2 separate regions of the Gossypium hirsutum genome follow, and region 2 is linked to region 1. A link is a contact called in public Hi-C data. All regions are on one chromosome and are shown on one strand. The core of a region is the stretch at or near the end of the contact, and the rest is flanking DNA. Distances in the headings are between cores, read along the strand shown. Region 1 holds the start of LOC107946020 (ADP-ribosylation factor). Region 2 holds the start of LOC107946014 (probable pre-mRNA-splicing factor ATP-dependent RNA helicase DEAH2).

What was found. Hi-C and Micro-C count contacts between places; a contact is called where the count stands out from the background.
Region 2: a Hi-C map of leaf shows a contact between it and region 1, with 2.3 times the contacts expected there. The contact joins the promoter of LOC107946014 here to the promoter of LOC107946020 in region 1. A contact is called at or near these places in 3 of 34 Hi-C or Micro-C datasets (callus, leaf and petal).

Annotation. Positions count from the first base shown.
Region 1 is chrD12:43,263,654-43,268,621 of Gossypium_hirsutum_v2.1, forward strand. LOC107946020 (ADP-ribosylation factor) reads left to right here and starts at 2,171. Exons shown (of 7, transcript XM_016880201.2): 1 at 2,171-2,392; 2 at 3,479-3,635; 3 at 3,728-3,798; 4 at 4,202-4,321; 5 at 4,423-4,541; 6 at 4,641-4,722; 7 at 4,792-4,968. The coding sequence starts at 3,488. The coding sequence ends at 4,797.
Region 2 is chrD12:43,394,272-43,399,384 of Gossypium_hirsutum_v2.1, forward strand. LOC107946014 (probable pre-mRNA-splicing factor ATP-dependent RNA helicase DEAH2) reads right to left here and starts at 3,491. Exons shown (of 7, transcript XM_041106817.1): 1 at 3,041-3,491; 2 at 2,698-2,900; 3 at 1,516-2,600; 4 at 992-1,117; 5 at 661-899; 6 at 416-534; 7 at 1-285. The coding sequence starts at 3,319. The coding sequence ends at 159.

The DNA of each region.
Region 1 (4,968 bases), core at 921-3,420:
AAAAATATAAAAAGTTAAAAAGACCCACGTAATTATATAATTTATTTTGCAAATAAAACATTTTTTTAGTGATTTTCTAATTGAGTTGAGACTCGATTGATAGATGACATTAACTCAGTAAAGAGCTTTAGATGAATATTAATTACCATATTACTAATCTATTATTTATCTTATATTTGAAAATTACTTAGAAATGATTTTTGTTGCAACATTTCACATAAACTTATGTATTTTATATTGATAATAAATTCATACTACTATTTAAAGTGTTTGACTGAATTTGTACCACTCATCAACGAGTTTCAACCTAGTTTTTCTTTTTACAAGATAAAGAAATAATACAAGGGTGTTTATGTTTTTTTTTTTGCTTCATATTTTTATATTTATATAAAATTTTAAAAAAATCTACCATAAATTTGAACCTAAGACAACATGATTATTTTTAATATATTAACTTTATCATTTTAAAGAAAACTTTTTTTATTACATAATTTTGAAAAAAAAATTGTTATATATAATTTTTTTCTCTTATTGTGTGTGCCATAGTTTAGTATATATTTTATTTATTTATTTATCATTTTTAATTATTTTTTGTGTGTTTAAAGATAGATTTTTTTAATATTAATCTTTGATTTAATAAGAAAATATTTTATATTATTTGATTAAATAAAAATTAGGGTAAACAATACAAGTGGTTACCTAATTATGCTCGTAATTCTGTTTTAATCACAACTTTAAAATTTTTCAGTTTAATCTCTAATGTTCGAATTCGTTTCTATTTTGGTCACCCATCGTTAAATTGATAATGGAAAGCCTTTTTTTTAACTAACATAATAATACGTTTACTCCTCAATACTTACATATTCTATCAGTTTGATCCTCAAACTTCCTAACCAAAGATTTCAGCTTTTAAAATAGAGGCATTCCATATCTATTAATTATTTTATTTATGGTTAAAATTATCTAATTTGGTACATAACTCTTTTTGTTTATACTTTTAAGAAGTTTTAACAAACCACTATTAAAAATAATATAAAATAAAAAATTTAAAAGTATAATATATAATAAAATTATATAAATAATTTAATATTTGTAAAAATAATTTTTCACTCTAGCTAGCATAATTTTAGTTTTTAATTACTTTGATAAATGATTTGACAATAAATCAGATTCTTAGTGATAATTATTGCTTATTGTGGATTTAAAAATTAATAACAAATAATTAAAAATAAATAGAACACATATAATCTCTTAATTAGTTTATAAAATTTAAAAAAGGATTATAAATGTAACAAAAGGAAATTTAATTAATTCTTTCACATTTTTTTTCTTATGAAAAAATTAAATGCTCATAGTTTTTCTTATATAATTATTGATTGAATAATTGAATATTTTAAAATCATATTTTTTTAACTCTGGATTTAATTTTTAATTTCAAATACCAACTTCGAGGACTATTTTTATATACTTTGAAGGAAATATCACACTATTAACAATAAGAGTAAATCTAAATTGCTTTTTTAAAGGTTTCTTCATTTTCTTTGGCCAAAATTTTATCAATAAAATGGTTATAAATATTGTATTTAGAATTAAAAAAATGAAAAAAGAAAAGAAAAGAAAAGAAAAGAAAATAAATAAAGTTTCAAGATAAACTTATTGATATTAAGAATTGGCTTGGAAATTGACTTGTCAATCAAGAAAAGTTTTTTATTTTTTTTATTTTTTAGGTTTTACAAATTTATAGACGTGGAATGTCTCTGTTTTAACTGAAGTTTGAGCATTAAATTTATTGAATTATTTAGAATTAGGATCAAATTGATAGAATATATAGCTATTGAGAACTAAATATGTTATGCCAGTTAGAAAAAGGCTTTCCATTATCAATTTAATAAAATGTGACCAAAGCTAGAATGAATTCAAACGTTAGTACTTAAATTAAAAAATTTTAAAGTTGAGTGACCAAACAGAAATGCGGACATAGTTGGGAGATCATTTGTACAGTTTACCCAAAAATAAATATATTTTTAACTTTTGTCCACGTGGATTAAAACTTAAAACGATATTTAAAAATTTATCCCGCGATGGAATACCGACCTCCCATTCGCCCAACAGACAGCGATTCTAAAACGCGTGCATATCAAGCGTCGTCATAACGGCGTCATAAGGGACGAAGCTAACTAATGGCCGAAAATTTTTGAAAATTCAAAACGGGAAGACGGCGTTCCGTTAAAATACGATCCCTTTTTGAGATCTATAAATAGTTAAATTGCTCGGAGCTTTAACTCCGTGTAAAATTACACTGAAGGACGGTTCCTTTGATTTCGAGAGTAGATCTTCGCTCGCTTCTCTCTTTCGTCGAACTCCCCGTAATAATCGCTCATATTTCTCGCAGGTAAATTTCCATCTCTCTTTCTCAAATTTCCTCAAATATTTTTCGTTTCTCACTTTGTTTTATATATCTCTCCCGATCTGCATCTTACTTCTTTTTCTAAAGAGTTTTTCTTTTAAGATTTGACTTCAATTTTGTTTCGAAATTGTTGTGTCAAATCTTTTGAATTTTGAATTCTTCGCGTAGTTTAATCTGATCTAAATCTCGGAAGCGTCGTGAGTTCGTTCGTTTGCTCAGATTTGTATTTCTCAAATTGAATTTATGTTTGTTATAGATTGGATTTAGATTTCTCCTTTAAGTGTTGATCTGCTCAGAAATTGATGTGTCAAATCTTTTGAATTCTGAATTATTCGCGTAGTGGTATCTTATCTGAATCTCTGATCTTGAGTTCGTTGGTTTGTAATTCTCGAATTGAATTTATGTTTGTTACAGATTGGATTTAGATTATTTTTTACATGTTACTCTGCTCAGAAATTGTTGTGTCAAATCATTTTGAATTATTCGAGTAGAGTCATCTGATCTAAATCTCGGAAGTGAGCTCGTTGGTTTGCTCAGATTTGTATTTTTCGAATTGAATTTATGTTTGTTACAGATTGGATTTAGATTATCTTCTTTTGGTTGATCTGCTCAGAAATTGTCGTGTCAAATCTTTTGAATTTTGAATTATTCGCGTAGTGTCATCTGATCTAATTCTCAGAAGCGTAGTGAGTTCCTTGGTTTGCTCGGATTTGTATTTCTCTATTTGAATTTATGTTTGTTACGGATTGGATTTAGCTTCTTTTTATGTGTTGATCTGCTCAGAAATTGTGTCAAATATTTTGAATTTTGAACTATTCACGTAGTGTCATCTGATCAGAATCTCAGAAGCGACTTGAGCTTGTTGGTTTGCTCAGATTTGTATATCTCGAAATGAATTTATGTTTGTTACAGATTGGACTTGGGTTTTTTTGTGTTGATCTGGTCAATTCTGGCCTGTTTGGCTTCAAATCATTCCTCGAACAATCTTAATTTTGTTTTGAATTTTGTTCGTTGGATCTGCTTTTTTATTTTAAAATTAAGTTTGATGATTTGCAATTTCGTGTTTGGCAGACGTGAAGAATGGGGCTGTCTTTCACAAAGCTGTTCAGCCGGCTTTTTGCCAAGAAGGAGATGCGTATATTGATGGTTGGACTTGATGCTGCTGGTAAAACCACCATTCTTTACAAGCTCAAGTTGGGAGAGATTGTCACCACAATTCCAACCATTGGTAAGTCAATGATTTGCCCCATGGAGTTGTAACATTTTTTTTTCCTTCATTTGAGTTTTATTTCAAATTGAGATAACATTATAATCTTGTAGGTTTCAATGTGGAAACTGTGGAATACAAGAACATCAGCTTTACTGTCTGGGATGTTGGTGGCCAGGACAAGGTAACTAGTTTTAGTTTTTATTCAAACATATCACCATTGACTGTAAAGATTAAAGATTGCATGAAAGGAAAATCTGGTGTCTCTTTTGATGTCTTCTAGTTATTGCATTCTTACCATAGCTTGTAAAAGGGGATGATTATGGATGGGATTGTTTGCTTTCATACATTCTATGAGCAATTATCTTGACTACCTGAATATGGTGTTGTTCCGATAAAGGTAAAACACATGTTTGATGTCTGTGAAGTATATGCATAGGTTGATTGTGAGCGGTTAACATTGGTGTTTATGTTTTGAGTACATCTTAGATCTTGTTAGGTCTGTTAGATTTATAAACAAAGTGCTTATGGATTTTGTTCATCTCAATTATACACCTTGCTTCTTCTTTTTTTGACTTTCTTCAAAGATTCGTCCATTGTGGAGGCATTACTTCCAAAACACACAAGGACTCATTTTTGTGGTTGATAGCAATGATCGTGATCGTGTGGTCGAAGCCAGGGATGAGTTGCACAGGATGTTGAACGAGGTACTTGAGTACAAATTTTCTTATTACTGGTGCAATGATTCCAAAGAAACTATGGTTGCGAGTTTACTAAAAACATATTATTATTTTATGTTCATTAACAGGATGAGTTGAGGGATGCTGTGCTACTGGTATTTGCAAACAAGCAAGATCTTCCAAATGCTATGAATGCTGCCGAGATCACTGACAAGCTTGGCCTTCATTCTCTCCGTCAGCGCCACTGGTAAGATGAACAATTGTCTTCATCTCTCTCGCTGTCTTTATCTGACCCTCTCTGTTCATAAATCCATGTCACCCTCTATAATATATATATGTTTTGCAGGTACATACAGAGCACATGTGCCACTTCCGGTGAAGGACTGTATGAGGGACTGGATTGGCTCTCAAACAACATTGCGAACAAGGTAAGTTCATGCAAATCATGCTGATTATACCTTCTGTTTGTTTGTGCTGATAAATTTACATGATTGCAGGCTTAAATGAAACGATTGAACCGACGGTCACACTAACAATGGCCCCATTTTGATGTTCTGGATGTCCATCTCGTTCAAGTGTTCTAGCTTTCTTTTTTTTATATTTCTTATTCCCTGCAAACATTACCCATTTGTCACTTGTAGTTTAAAGAATAATTTGAGTAAATTTCGATTTCC
Region 2 (5,113 bases), core at 2,241-4,740, 130 kb after region 1:
AGTACAAAATACAAGATAGCTAGGGGAAGAAGTTCCTCATGATGTTACAAGAAATTTCTGTTTCTTCCAATTTATCAACTAACATACTACGTAATAACTCCCAAATAGCACCGTTGAAGAAAAATTCATGTCCAAGCAACTTGTATGGTCGTAGCACTTCATCTCCTGTTTCGACTCTCCTCCCGATCCTTCTCCTTTTTTCTGTAAAGCTTTTCGAGGACTCGCTTAGCCTCACACTGTGGGAAGTTTTCGAGATCATAATAATGTGGTGCTATATCGACTAACCTGTATCCATCAAAAGAGTGCATATGTAAATTAACGAGCTATTGGACAAAACTAATCTTGGGGTTTCTCAATTCATGTATCATGAACCCACACAAGAATGTCAACCATAAGAAATGAGGGAGAGACTAACCATTCACCACGAATATCTGTCACAGTACGAATAAAATTCCGGCTTGTCAGGACATACTCGTTGTAGATGACCCACTCTGGCTTGTGATCCAGGCAATTTGATGGATGCAAGTGCACCACCTGTAAAATAAATAACACAATACACAGTTACATTCCACGCATGCACCTCCAAAATGAGAAAAAACTTCACCAAGAAACCAAGAAAGAAAGCCTGATCCAGAAACAGAGAAAACTATTTATATGGACCTGGTTGTCTTTAACTGTCAAGTAGTGCCCCGTGCGCTCCAGATGAGCTACCTGCATGAAATACCCAGCAAGCATGGCCTTTCTAATGTTGACATAGTAGTCACGGCTGTTGAAATCAGTGCTGCACAGCTTGAGATTAAACCTGGACATAATGCGCACGAGCTGTTGTCTAACATTATCAGCAGCCTTCAGCGCTCTATGGTTGATGAAATTCTCATAGCACCAAGATTGATCCTCGTCTGCAGTTTTCATATATTATAAGACTCTTAGGTTATTGCCATCAGAAAATAAATCTGGGTTGTTTTTGGGGGAAAACGGATGAAGTACTTACTGTTTTGTTTGTAAGCATGGTACACGTTCAAAAGTGTGAGATGATCACCATCGATATGCCCAAACCGAGCTTTTGCTTCATCTGCAGCTTTTTGTGCCTCCCTAGGCCGTACAAAGCAATTGGGTACTAAAGAAAGAATTGAGTTATCACAGAAGAGGCCCATGGTAGGTCAGCAGAGGCATACAGGCAAGGCGACACCATTTGCTTCATGAGAGAATACTGAGAAACTGAAACTATCTGCATCAGCACTTGCTTAGAAATCCTATGGTGCATGCCAACAGGGGCATGGAACCCAGACAAGACAGTTGCTGATGACAACCTAAGACACATTCCAGCTTAACTGTATCAACGCATACAAGCATATGCATGTAAACAGTTAAAACATCTAGTGTTGTGCACTAGCCGAAGTGCAAACACTCTTTCAGATAGGGACGATATCAAACAAGATATAGCCCCAGGACAACAACTTCCTAAGACCTGACTCAACAGAAACACAAAGCATGCTAGAAAACAAATAGAAGTACCTGAAAGCATGGCGGCAACTGAAAGAATCTCATTTGAACAGTTGAACTCAGAACTAACTACGAGCATCTTTGACATTTGAGGATCCAAGGGGAATTCACTCATGATCTCACCCAGCTTTGTTAAGTTACCCTCATCATCCAATGCTCCCAAGTAATTCAACACTTCCAATGCACGCATCAATGTCTCCGGAGCAGGTGGGTCCATAAAATCAAAATGTACCAGATCATCGATTCCCAGTTTCTTCAAGATGAGAACTGTATTTGCAAGGTTTGAACGTAATATTTCAGGATAGGTCTGCGGCTGCAGATCATTATTAAAACTCTTCTCAGTGTAGAGCCTGAAGCATTTCCCAGGTTGTGTTCTTCCAGCACGTCCAGATCTTTGATGTGCACTTGCCTTTGATATAGGAGATACCAATAAGGACTCAACACGCACTCGTGGGTTATAAACTTTTTGTTTAGAAAACCCAGGGTCAATAACATAAACAATGCCATCAATAGTCAAGGAAGTTTCGGCAATGTTTGTAGACACCACAATCTTCCTTCCAGGAGGGCCACCCTCTTTCACAGGAGGTGGAGCAGGCTCAAAAATCTTCTGTTGCATTGCTGGTGGAAGAGTTGAATATAGAGGCACTACTTTAACAGGACCTACTTGATCCCCCATGTTTCCTACTTCTTTCGTTATTTTGCGACAGGCATCTTCGATCTCCTCCTCTCCGGTTAGGAAAACAAGTATATCACCAGGAGGTTCACACATGTGTATCTGCACAACAGTCCGTATCGCAGCCTCCAAGTAATCCCTTTCAGGTTCCTGAGTGTAGAATATCTCCACAGGGTGAAGCCTACCTGGAACCTTCATAAGTGGTGCACCATTAAAATAACCCTGAAACTTTTCAGCCTCTAGTGTAGCACTCATAACAACAAGCTTAAGGTCAGGTCGATTCCTTAAAACTTCTTTCAGAAGCCCAAACAGCACATCCGTAGCCAAAGTTCTTTCATGAGCTTCATCGAGAATAATCACTTTATATCTTTCTAAAAGAGGATCTGTCATCGCTTCCCTTAAAAGCATACCATCTGTTAAATACCTGTCATACAACAAAAACAAAATAACCTTAAACCTCCTATTCATATCCATTTCTATACCATTAATACCAAATAAAAATCAGGAAAGTCAAAGCTTACTTCAAAACAGTCCTTGCACTACTGCAATCCTCGAAACGAATACTATAACCCACCTCCTCTCCAATAGTCACATCCATTTCTTCAGCAACACGACGTGAAACAGACATGGCAGCCACTCTTCGAGGCTGGGTACAAGCAATCATCATTTTCCTACGTTTATCCGGAGTTTCTATATCAACGGCGTCCAATACAAACTGAGGAATCTGCATATCACACAAAAAAAACCCTAAAATGTAACTACCTAATCCTTTTTCCTCAAAAACAGAAAGCCCACAACAATTGTTCATAGATAGTAAATCAAATTTCAATTTTTCAAAAATACACAGCTGAAAAAAGTACTAACCTGAGTAGTTTTACCGCTACCGGTTTCACCGACCAAGACAAGGGTTTGATTCGCCCTCAATACTTGCAAAAACTCTTCTTTTTGTTGCCAAACGGGGAGGGTTTTCCTCTTCTCCAAAATATCGTAATACCTTTGAGAATAAGGCCGTCCATTCCACTTGTTGATCGAGCTGTTGGCGTTCATCCCCGTTAAACCTAAACCGTTCGATTTCGCGATCTTAGCCGACGGCTCGTCCACAACATCAAACAAGCTCACCTTCCTTTTTCTCTCCGTACCCATTCAAAACTCTAAAATTTATGAATTTGATTGGGTCGGTTGATTAAGAGCTCCTCTATTAAAAAAAGAGGGGAAATATGAAAACCCTAGAAGTGGAAATCAGGTTTGGGTAAAAGAGGGAGGCTAGGGTATTTTGATTCTGGGTTATTTATATTTAATTATTTTAATATTTACGAAAATATCACTACTTGCTTGCTTGACTGCAAAGATAGGAGTAGAACTTTCTAGATTTACCAATTGGTCCCTAGTATTTGATTTATTTACTTACAGACCTACAACTTCGGTTCACATTTTTAAGCATTTACTTATAATTTTATTACAGGCCTTTCAGCCCAATTCTCCATATTTTTTCTTACGTTGGGCTTTTCAAGACCTCAGTTTGTCTGGATAAAAATTCATCTCCACCCACCCCTCAAACTCAACAAACTCACTATTGTGGTGCTTATGAAACTGTCAAGGTGGCTGCGGCTACTGGAGGGGCGATGTATAAGCAAGGGGATTGGATCTTTGGATTTAATCAATATTTAGGGGTATTTTAGATGGTTTGTTCTTTGTTTAAGAGAAAGAATATCAGAAGGTTGTGATCCACACAAATAACTTAGAGATAGTCAAAGTCATACAAGATGTTCATTTGACAGTCTCTTTTTCAGCTTTATTACAAAGAATTCATATGAGACTTAAAGGTAGATAACATTGGAGGATAAAATATATTTTCAAGGAGAGGAACCAAGTTGTGGATCAAATAGCAAAAATAGCCATGACAAGGAGTACAGACATGCAAGTGTTTAAAGACATTCTTGAAGACCTACTATCTGTTCTTGAAATTGATAGAATTGTTAATTTTTTATTATGTTTTGTATGTTTTTCACCATTTTTTTTTTGTGGTGCTTGGAAATTTTGAATATGCTTAAATTTGTTGAATTTTTTAGATTTAGGACTAAATTAATAGAATTTGTAAATATTAAAGGACTAAATTTGTTATTATGCCAATAAAAAATTCATTGTTAATGATTTATCGGAAGAGTGACTAAAATATTAAATTTCTATAATGTTTGCGACTAAAATAGAAAATTTTAAACCTAAGTAATCAAAATAGAAACATGCTAAAAATTGGGTGACTATTTTTATAATTTACCCTAATTTTTTTATCAAGTTGGCCTTTTCAAGACCCGAGTTTACCTGGATCAAAAATTCAATCTTTGTCTTTTTGAGAATTATAAAAGTAATTAGACATTATTACACGTAAGTAAAAGAAAATATTTTATGTCTTAAATTTTATTTAATAATGAAATTAGGTGGATAGTATTATTATTGAACATGTCTTCAATCCTTAGATTTATAATTTTTAATTATTTTATTTAAAGATAAAAAATAATATGAAGCCTATACGTGGTGGCAAATTGTTACGCGACACATTTCTGCTAAAACAATAGACTGGAAGTTCTTTCAGTCAGAGTTTTAGAAGAAGTACATCGGGGAACTATATTTAGAGGATAGAAAATAAGAATTTCTTTTGTTAAAACAGGGAGATCTCTCCGTAGTGGAATATACACGACTTAGCAAGTATGCTGTGGAGCTTGTTTCGATTGAAGAAGAAAATTGTAAACGCTTTCTATGTGGAATGCGAGATGAGATCAGGATTCAATTAGTTGCATTGAAAATTAAGGAGTTTGTTGATTTGTCCAAACGGGGAAAAATGGTAGAACAATATTTGGGATTAAGCAAGAAGTCTGAACCTTCTCGTGTTACAGGAAAATGACTCGATGCTCTTAGTTCACATTCAGTACCAAAACGAAC